Regions from separate parts of the Dromaius novaehollandiae genome. Here region 2 is linked to region 1. The links are chromatin contacts, called in public Hi-C maps. All regions are on one chromosome and are shown on one strand. The core of a region is the stretch at or near the end of the contact, and the rest is flanking DNA. Distances in the headings are between cores, read along the strand shown. Region 1 overlaps HHAT (hedgehog acyltransferase). Region 2 holds the start of KCNH1 (potassium voltage-gated channel subfamily H member 1).

The links. Hi-C and Micro-C count contacts between places; a contact is called where the count stands out from the background.
Region 2: a contact with region 1 is called in a Hi-C map of brain, with 5 times the contacts expected there. The contact joins the promoter of KCNH1 here to the enhancer-like site in region 1. A contact is called at or near these places in 2 of 4 Hi-C or Micro-C datasets (brain and ovary).

Annotation. Positions count from the first base shown.
Region 1 is chr3:102,479,731-102,484,118 of bDroNov1.hap1, reverse strand. All of the region lies in intron 8 of HHAT (hedgehog acyltransferase), which reads right to left. Among named protein-coding and RNA genes, the nearest start is that of HHAT, 74 kb to the right of the region's middle. Within about 2 kb of position 1,793, at least 1 of the 2 cell types and tissues checked has open chromatin away from gene starts, as enhancers often do.
Region 2 is chr3:102,799,619-102,804,006 of bDroNov1.hap1, reverse strand. It overlaps KCNH1 (potassium voltage-gated channel subfamily H member 1), which reads left to right and starts at 1,893. Exons shown (of 12, transcript XM_064509627.1): 1 at 1,893-2,002. The coding sequence starts at 1,930.

The DNA of each region.
Region 1 (4,388 bases), core at 544-3,043:
ATAGTAAAGTTGCCATCAGTGCTGCAGATAACTGCAGTGAAGTCCTTTACCCAGGGTTTACTACTGAAATCAATACTACTGCAGACACACACACATCAAGGTCTAAGGACTCCACTCAGGTGTCGCAAGATATTTGTACCTCCACATTGAAACCCTCAAACCACCAGAACTGTGGGTAACTAGACGTGTTATCAAGCCTCCTACCTTCGTCCTTTCTTTTTGCCCTTTAGATTTGTTTCTCATGCCTACTCTTTGCATCTTGCATAGATCTAATGTAGATCTTACAGACTTCCTTAGCTCTACAAACTCACTTGGAAAATTCAGAGACCCTAGAACTACGACCTTGAACTCTACTTATACTTATGCATAAGAGCTTACAGGATCAGGGACAGAGACTGAAAGGCAGACTGTCATCTACCATACAGGGTACTGGAATATTGATCTTAGTGAAACTGCTGCATGCTACTGAAGTACCAAAAATAAGCAGTAATAGTATCTATTTTGGATACAGATAACTCATCTGTTAATGTACTATCCAGATAGGATGATCTGAGAGCGTTTTGTAACTTACAAATTCAGATTAAAGTTAAGGGGTTGGTGTTTAAACATTCTGTATCACAAGCTGTCTCAGTAACACATCTCTGCAAGCCTGCAGACAACATTCAATCATTAAATTTTAACAAATCACCTAACTAGATGACTGTCTAACTATGGAACCAGGCGAGGCCAAGCCAGCTGACCTCAAGCACAAATATTTGAAGAAGAGCCATAATCTTCAGGAAAGGATTCAAAATACTTAAATCCACAAAAATGCTCCAAGTTGTAAGGTAGCTAAGGAAGACAAATGTATGCAAGTTTTACTGTTTTGTTGCCCAATGAGATAAAGAGAATCATTCTGTATCTCACTGTTTCAATCCGCACTTATTTTGAGCAGCTGCTCCTAGTACCTCTTACCACACACAAACTACCCACTGTCTGAATTAGTACTTTCAGGAAGAAAAGGCAGACATAAAAAAAAAAAAAAGCAGAGGAGATTAATATATTAAAGTGTTATCTCCTCAGATGCAGACCACCTAGAATAGGACTGTCCTGCAAAACTACGAGGCCAGCCTTATGGACTGCCGTCACTCCCTACAACATTCGCCATACAAAGAAAGATGACAAACAGATCACAGCTTAAACACGAAAAGCTTCATCTGTTCCCAAGCTTAGCTGAGTGTAGAGGAGGTACTAGTGCAGAAAGACAAATTGCAGCACTTCAGGTACTGCCAGACAGTTCTTTGGGCCTGCAGCTAGGTAGAATATATTACAGCAGCCTCTAGGTTGCTCTAGTTTATTACAGATCAGGTGAAAATTGACTCCATGCTGAGGAATTGCAATTTAGCTGTATGCACTCCTCCACACCCACAAGAGTTAAGAAAATAGGACTATATGCTAACACACAGCATAAAAGTCTACAAAACGTTAGGGCAAGGCTACCCTCTCGTGGCAACAATGTTGCATAGCAGGTGAACCAACCTGAACGCTTCCTAACAGAGCTAAGGCAGCAGGGCTGCCTCTTGAAGGCATGATACTCCCAGACTCAAAATAAAACTCACATTAAATACAGAAAACCTGAATGTCATTTTGGTTTATCTGGATTGATATTTCCAATACTATCAGTACTTTCTAATTTATTGAATTAATAGACAGTCAGATAAAGCCATTTTAATTTAAGGATTTATTAGCCCTGCATATGGCAGGGGAAACAGGACAGGTGGTGTATAACATTTCTTTCAAAGGGGAGGATGAAAGGTAACCTCACAGCAGCAGCTGTTAAGATTACAAAGGTTTAGCCTGAATCGTGTGCTGGCTAAGGTCTCATTTATGGCAGTTACACTGCATAGAACTAATTTACCAGAAGTCGGGAGTAGAAAAGAATGTTTTTTCATCCTGTTTTTCCATGTTTTTTTCCAACTCTGGTCTACGTTTTAACACTGCCAATACACTGTCATGGAAAAGTGACACACAACTTTCTGAATCACATCTAAAACATACATTTTTTATGAAATGAAAACATACAACGTTTCAGCCTTGAAACTGAAATTTGTTTTATACCAATTGCATCCTACTACTTCAAAGTTGTAACTATGTCTCTCTGCATGCCAAAGCTCAAATACAGTTCACAACACGAGGAATAAAAAAAAACATTAAATACGAAAAATTAAAATGAAGTAATCAAAAAAACAGAATTAAGCTGAAATTTGTTAGTACGTTTAGACTTTGGTTTAAAAAACCCTTTATACATATGCTTAGCTTTAACTACAAGTGTTTGGTAGAACCACAAGCACTGCATAAATAAAAAAAAAGGTTTTTTTTTTTGATAAATACTGTTTCTTATACATTCAGTTTTGTGTGAAGCAATCTGAAATGCAGGTTGCTTCAGTTATAAAGGAAGCAGAGATGCTCAGAATGAAATTGCATGTAAATTCCAGGCAAATTCTGCACTTCATAATCAGAGTCAGGAGCCAAAAAATGTATCTGTGACATAATTCCATGGACTTTACCAAGAATAAATTCAGAATCTCAGGTGGTTCAAGACTACTGGCCACATACTTTCTTCTGTTATATTGAAATATACCCTTTGATCTATTTCCATTAAACTACTCAATAAAATTACTAAAAAGTGTCCTGAACTGATCTCAAAATATTTCATTTTCCACCAACTGCATATTTCCTGCTTGAAGACAGTAACTCAAACACACTGCCACAAAAATAACAAACTGTTTTAATTCACAGTTGCAACACATAAACACGATGAGATCTGTACCTTGTTAATCCCGACTTCCCCACTCCAACAGTTTAAGTTAAATGTCACATTTACATAACATTTACATAAAGATTCAGTTTTGTTTATACAAAACAGGCCTTCTTTTTGCAACATGCTTGATTATAATTCATTATGTAACAACAGATTGTTTTCTCTATTAAAAAAAAAATTAATTCTGAGAAGGCATTTGAGAAATTGTAGTTGCTCTGAAGCAATTTGGAATTATTCTTCATTATTGCCTGACCAAGATTTTACTTATGACAACCTTAGTTTTTTGGACATACTTATGTCTGTTACACACAGCAAAAGAACATTATTCAAAGAGCCCCCCACTACAGTCCACAAGAGTTTAGCTGTAGACTCTTAACAGCAAGAAGACTGGGTCTTGCTGTTGGGACCTTTTTAGAAGCTTCTAAGCGTTACCTAGTTTTGTTACGCCACTTGAGTGACTTCAACGGGAACTGAATTAGACCAGTGCTGACCATTTCCAAAATTGCCAACGTCAGCATACATTGCAAAACTTTTCCACCATTTATGAAAACAGAGCTCTCAGAACTCCGCAGCATGGCTGAATGCAACTACAATATTTTATGAAAGACCTACAGCTTACAGCTCCTCCATGCAGGGGTCCTTACGGATAAATGCATTGCAATTCTCTTCTGTATTTTAAAGCTTTAAAATCACTTCCACTGAAACCGTAAAGCCCTTTATTGAAAGTTAATTTAAACGAAAAGGAAGAATTCCTAAGCTAATTTCACTACTCCTTTATAATAATATGTACACTTTAACCTTAAAACTACATAAATATTAGACAGAAACTCATTCAATCACATCAGGGAATTACTACAGTTGCTTCCATTAGCCACAAGACATTGTTGATAGCTGAATGTGCCTAACTTATGTGCCTAAACAAACCTAACTTATTTAGTCACAAAATTTCAAATAAAGCTCTTCCAGTGCTATTTGCAGGGCTGTCTCGAATACATCATATCCACATCACAAGATTTACAAGACTGTTCTTCTTACCTCCCTGGCTATAGAGGTAAAGTAATATTTCCCATGCACCTCAATTTTGTCACTATTGTTACTGTGGGGCTTCTTTGTCCAGAGGATGTTTTTGCAAGGTAACTTGGAAATATGTGTTAGTCTGATCTCCTCTAGAAATCTGTTTCACAGTTGGACACCCTTGACTAAAAATACTTTTTCTGCTATTTTCACTAGTTTTATCTGCGCTTCTCCAGAACAACACAGTGATCCAAGTGGGTCAAGGCTGGCGAACAGTTGCTACAGTCTCATGCTCTACTAGTCCTTGCTTTCTTTAAAGACTTGGAACTAGAGGCAGAAAGCACCCAGAAGAGAGAACAAGAGCACAGTAGTAAGATGTCTGAGCAGTTGCATATATCCTACATGCCCATATACATACTGTAAGGCCCAAATTTCACAGGCAACAGCAATCCCATCTGCATGCGACAAACATAAGCCACTAGATCCTTCCTCAGGGAGTATATCAATAGATGCAAATGGAATAATGCAATATGCTACTCACATATTTGGCAGTTTATGCAGTGTTACATCAAGT
Region 2 (4,388 bases), core at 644-3,143, 320 kb before region 1:
AGAGAGAGGTATTCCTGCACAGCACTGCAGAAGTTAAGATCGCATGCAGTCATCTAGGCCTCTAGCACAGGGGCTTAGAGAAATACGTAAATTGTCTTTGGGATCCCAGTTTTTCAAAACCTCACTCTTAGCTGCTAGCAGTTGTGTAAATCCAGCATCAAAGGCTACCATGATAATTTTTCTGGGGAAGCTGTCGGATAGCTAAGATAGCTTCAGGTTGTTTTTGTGCTGCTGAAGCTAGCAGTAGCTAGATAACCTGGCTCTTCGTATGTACAGTTCTTAGGGATAGATTTAGATGTGTAAAGATGCAAATACTTCCATGGGATTTTTCAAAATCCAACATTTCAAAATTTGGATTCTATTTGCAACTTCAGGTGCTTGATCATCTCTCCTAACTGCCTCTCTCTGGCAGTAAATGCAGGGATGGCCAGCATGCAGTTCAGTTCATGAACAATTCAAAAGCAGCTCCCATGATGCAGCTACTTCACATGCCTGACAGCTGGCTGGGTCATTCCGGGATTTTAGGAGTCATCCAGATCTCCAGCTGTGAGACAAGCAAGGCAGCAGCGGCTGCTGAGGCCGTTGCCCTCGCTGGGACACTCTGGGACTCACGGGTAGCTCATGCTGCAGTGAAGTTGTCACCTGCCTGTAAAATAACCGCAGAGCTCTTCCACCCCTCAGCTCTCCAAGATACGGCGGCTGCATGCCATCATCTTTCGGTTATAGCCACAGGCCAGTCTGCCTGGCTAAACCGAAGGGCCCTGAGACCCTTCCCGGGCCGTACACCACATGGCGCGGCACAGCTCATTTGCAGAGCTGAATGCTCCTGCGTCCCCAAACAGCGCGGCTGCGCTCAGGCCAGCCGTGGTGGTCTCGGCGGTGCTCTGACCTCTGCCTGAGCGCCGTCAGGGAGAGCGCGGGCTCTGTTTGGGATGCTGCTAGCAATTAAAATGCCTGGGTGGCTGTGGACCATTGTCCTGGTCTTGCTTTATTTGCTAGTATTGTAAAAATCATGTTTTTTTCCCCTACGTGATCACACAAAAGTATATTATTGTCTTGGACATGCCCTGAGATGCAAAGTCTGTAGGTACTGCACTTAATGAGGCATTACAGCAAGTCACTGCCAACAGCAGCAAGAAAGCCTGTTGTTAAAAAGATCTGAGTATTTCCCATTTACTGATAGATTGGTAAAGGGGAAAGAACAAAGCAGTTTAATCCCTGAAGGAAAAACCTTTGTAAATTAAACATTTCAGAGACATCAAAGATGTTAAGACCTGTCAAAGGTTATATTTAAATACTTTATCACATTGACTGAGCTGTTACTGGTTTGACCACGTAACACTTAGTAACCTTTTGAAAAAAATCATCTTGGGAAAGAACCAAACCTAAGGTGGGATGACAGAGGCAGTCACCAGCAGCAGGCCCGAGTCAGCTGGAGTGGGAAACCTCTGCTGCTTCACGGCGCGTCGCACCTAGCCCCGGAGGCCCTGGCGCCTGGGCGCCGCCGGTGCTGCAGGAGGGGCCGCTGCCCCCCGCGCGGGCAGGCTTCCCTCGGGGCCGCCGCGAGGGCCCAGGCCCCGCGGCCGTTGGCCCCGCGGCCGTTGGGGCGCCGTTCCCGCCGCTCCTCGCGCGCCCGCTCCCGGCCCTCAGCGGGCGCCGCGCCGCCGCCAGACGATGGCGCTGCCGCACCGGCCTTGCGGCGGGCGGCGACGCGGCGCCGGGCGGCAGGGAGCGCTGCGGGGAGGTCCGGCGGCGGCGGCGGCGGCGGCGAGGCTGCGGTGCGCGGGAGGCGGCGGGCGGGCTGATGCCGCACAGCCGTGCCGGTTCCGGCGGAGGCATGAGGCGCGCGGGGCGCGGGGCGGCAGCGGCAGAGCGCGGCGTCGCGCGGCCCTGAGCGGAGTGCGGGCGCGGCGCTCCCGCAGCGCGACGATGGCTGGGGGAAGGCGGGGGCTGGTGGCGCCCCAGAACACGTTTCTGGAGAACATCGTGCGGCGGTCTAACGGTGAGCGGGGGCGGGCGCCGCTGCCCCCCAGCCCCCAGCCCCGGGCAGGGACCGGGGAACCGGCGCGGCGCGGGAGGCGCTCTCCCCGCGGGGCGCCCCCGCGCCGAGGGGCGTTGAGCCCCGGCCGCTCCGAGGCGGTGCCGCTGGAGCGGAGCCGCTGCCGGGCTGCGCTGCCCGAGTGCTGCGGGGAGCCCCTGCCGCCGCCGCCGCCCGGGGAGCCGGTGCGCCGAGGGGGGCGGCCGGCGGCGGCTGCAGGTGCGCCGGCTCGGCGGGGCTGCGCCTCCAGCCGGGCGGGCTTGCCGGGGGGCGCCCGGGGGCAGCGGCCGGGCCGGGCCGGGCCGGGGGACGCGGGGCGCCGGCGGGGGCCGTGGCGGCGAGGGCAGCGCGGGTTGGGCCGCCGAGGTGATGCGGAGATCCAAGATGGTCTCTAGGAGGGGAAAAGCCGGCGCCGGGCGATGGGAGAGGGCTGCTCGTCTGAGTTGGACGGAAAGGTTCCTCATAAGTGAGGAGAGAGAGTTTGCCATTTTGAGGACTGAGGGGAGATAAATTTTTATTTACTTACTTATTTATTTTTTGCTAGTGTGCTGTAGCCAGGTCTTTCTCTTGGAAAACTGTGGAGTGGAAAATGCCTCGAATTTCACAATTGCATGCAAATTGACATTAATGTTATCCAGATTCTTTCGCTTGGAGACTTAGCAAAAGCTGCTCCCTCAGTAAGCCTGCGACCGTGAGGGCATTTATGCATCTGTTCAAACCTAAGCATGTGCATTTCTTAGAGCTCTGAGCCCAAGTTCTGCCATTTTTAATGCTTCCGTTGACTTCAATGGGGTTACTTAAGGGATTAAGAACTTATGGTGTGATGAAGAATATGCAGGATCAAGCTCCTTATGAAGGCAAGACAAGATGACTTAATTATTTAAAAAAACATAGTCAATTTTGTTCTGATAAGGCAAAGACAACTCTTTTGTTAAGCAGCTAAACCCTCAAATTATCAAAGGACTGCAAAGGATGGTTTGCAAGTCTTTTTTTTAATTATGGGCTATTATTGGAGAAATAGCCTTTGATAAAAACCAAGACGAACATATTTTCACATAGAATTGCAAGACTCCATATATAGGTTGTTTTCCTCCCCAACTTTCCTATAGAAAGGGTTGAAAACTGCGTGTCTGAAAAAATACCAGCCATCCTTATGGTGAATCCTGCCGTCTGCTTTGTAAAATGAAATGTTGCATTTCATTACATGCAGACTGTTCCTCTGATCTTCCAACACCAGTTATCTAATGCTTTTCTCTAGCTGCCTTGGGTTTGTGAATAATTTTCTTCGTTAAAAACCAAATTTCTCCACTGACTTTTAGTGCTAAGAGCTTAATTCAACAAATCAGTTGAGGGCTAGAGATGGGGGCGGGGGGGGGGGAAGGTCATGCAGTAGTAGCTATGCTCTGTTTTTCCCCCTCTTCCCTGGTTATTAAGACTGTGTCATAACAGAGCCTGGTGCTAGACGGCACAGGTAAAACGGCAGCACTCAGTTTCCAAATGCTCAGCAAGTCCTGAGGGCTGTAATAAGTACAAGTTTTTAGATTAAGTCTGATAGGAAGTGATGCACAGTTCAGACGTATTAGGAGAAGCTTTGGGAAGTGAGTCAGGTTTAGAAGCCCATTCCTTCTATAATGTGCCTTCTAGCTTTTGCTGGGCCCAGTCTAGCTGTGTTGTAAATGCGATGGCATCACATAAAATTGCTCTATGAATCAGTTCAAATGTGGGACCTTCAGCCTCTTCTAACCTTCATCTCTTTCAATGTAGCCTCCTTTCTCTCTGCATCTGGCTTGACTGTGTTGGTCAGCATGGGGGCAGTATGGAGACGTTCCAGTTCCTTGTTGCCTCTTTCTTCTTGGCCAGCCTACTTGGCCTTTGGGATGCCCACAGGAGGAGCGCTTAAATGGGCCTGTAAAGTTTGAGGTTTGGCTCCTCCTTCTCGGTTTCATTCAATTGGGTAGTAATGTGACCCACAGTGAAACTCTCTAGGTCATTTGGGATTTGCCAAATAAACCTTGGGCTTGTTGTCAAATTGTATTTTCTGGCACCTGCAAGTTAGGTAGTGCCAACAGATATTAAATTGATATGGATATATGAATATTCCCACTTTGAGGAGGATTCCCTTTCTCCTATGGGCTTGTTGTCAAATTGTATTTTCTGGCACCTGCAAGTTAGGTAGTGCCAACAGATATTAAATTGATATGGATATATGAATATTCCCACTTTGAGGAGGATTCCCTTTCTCCTATGGAAGGAGAGGAATTTAGTCATAGAGCTGAAACTGATACTGGACAAGTGTTTTACGTGTGGTACTTGTACATCCATCACAGTTGCAGATGAACTGCAGAAAACA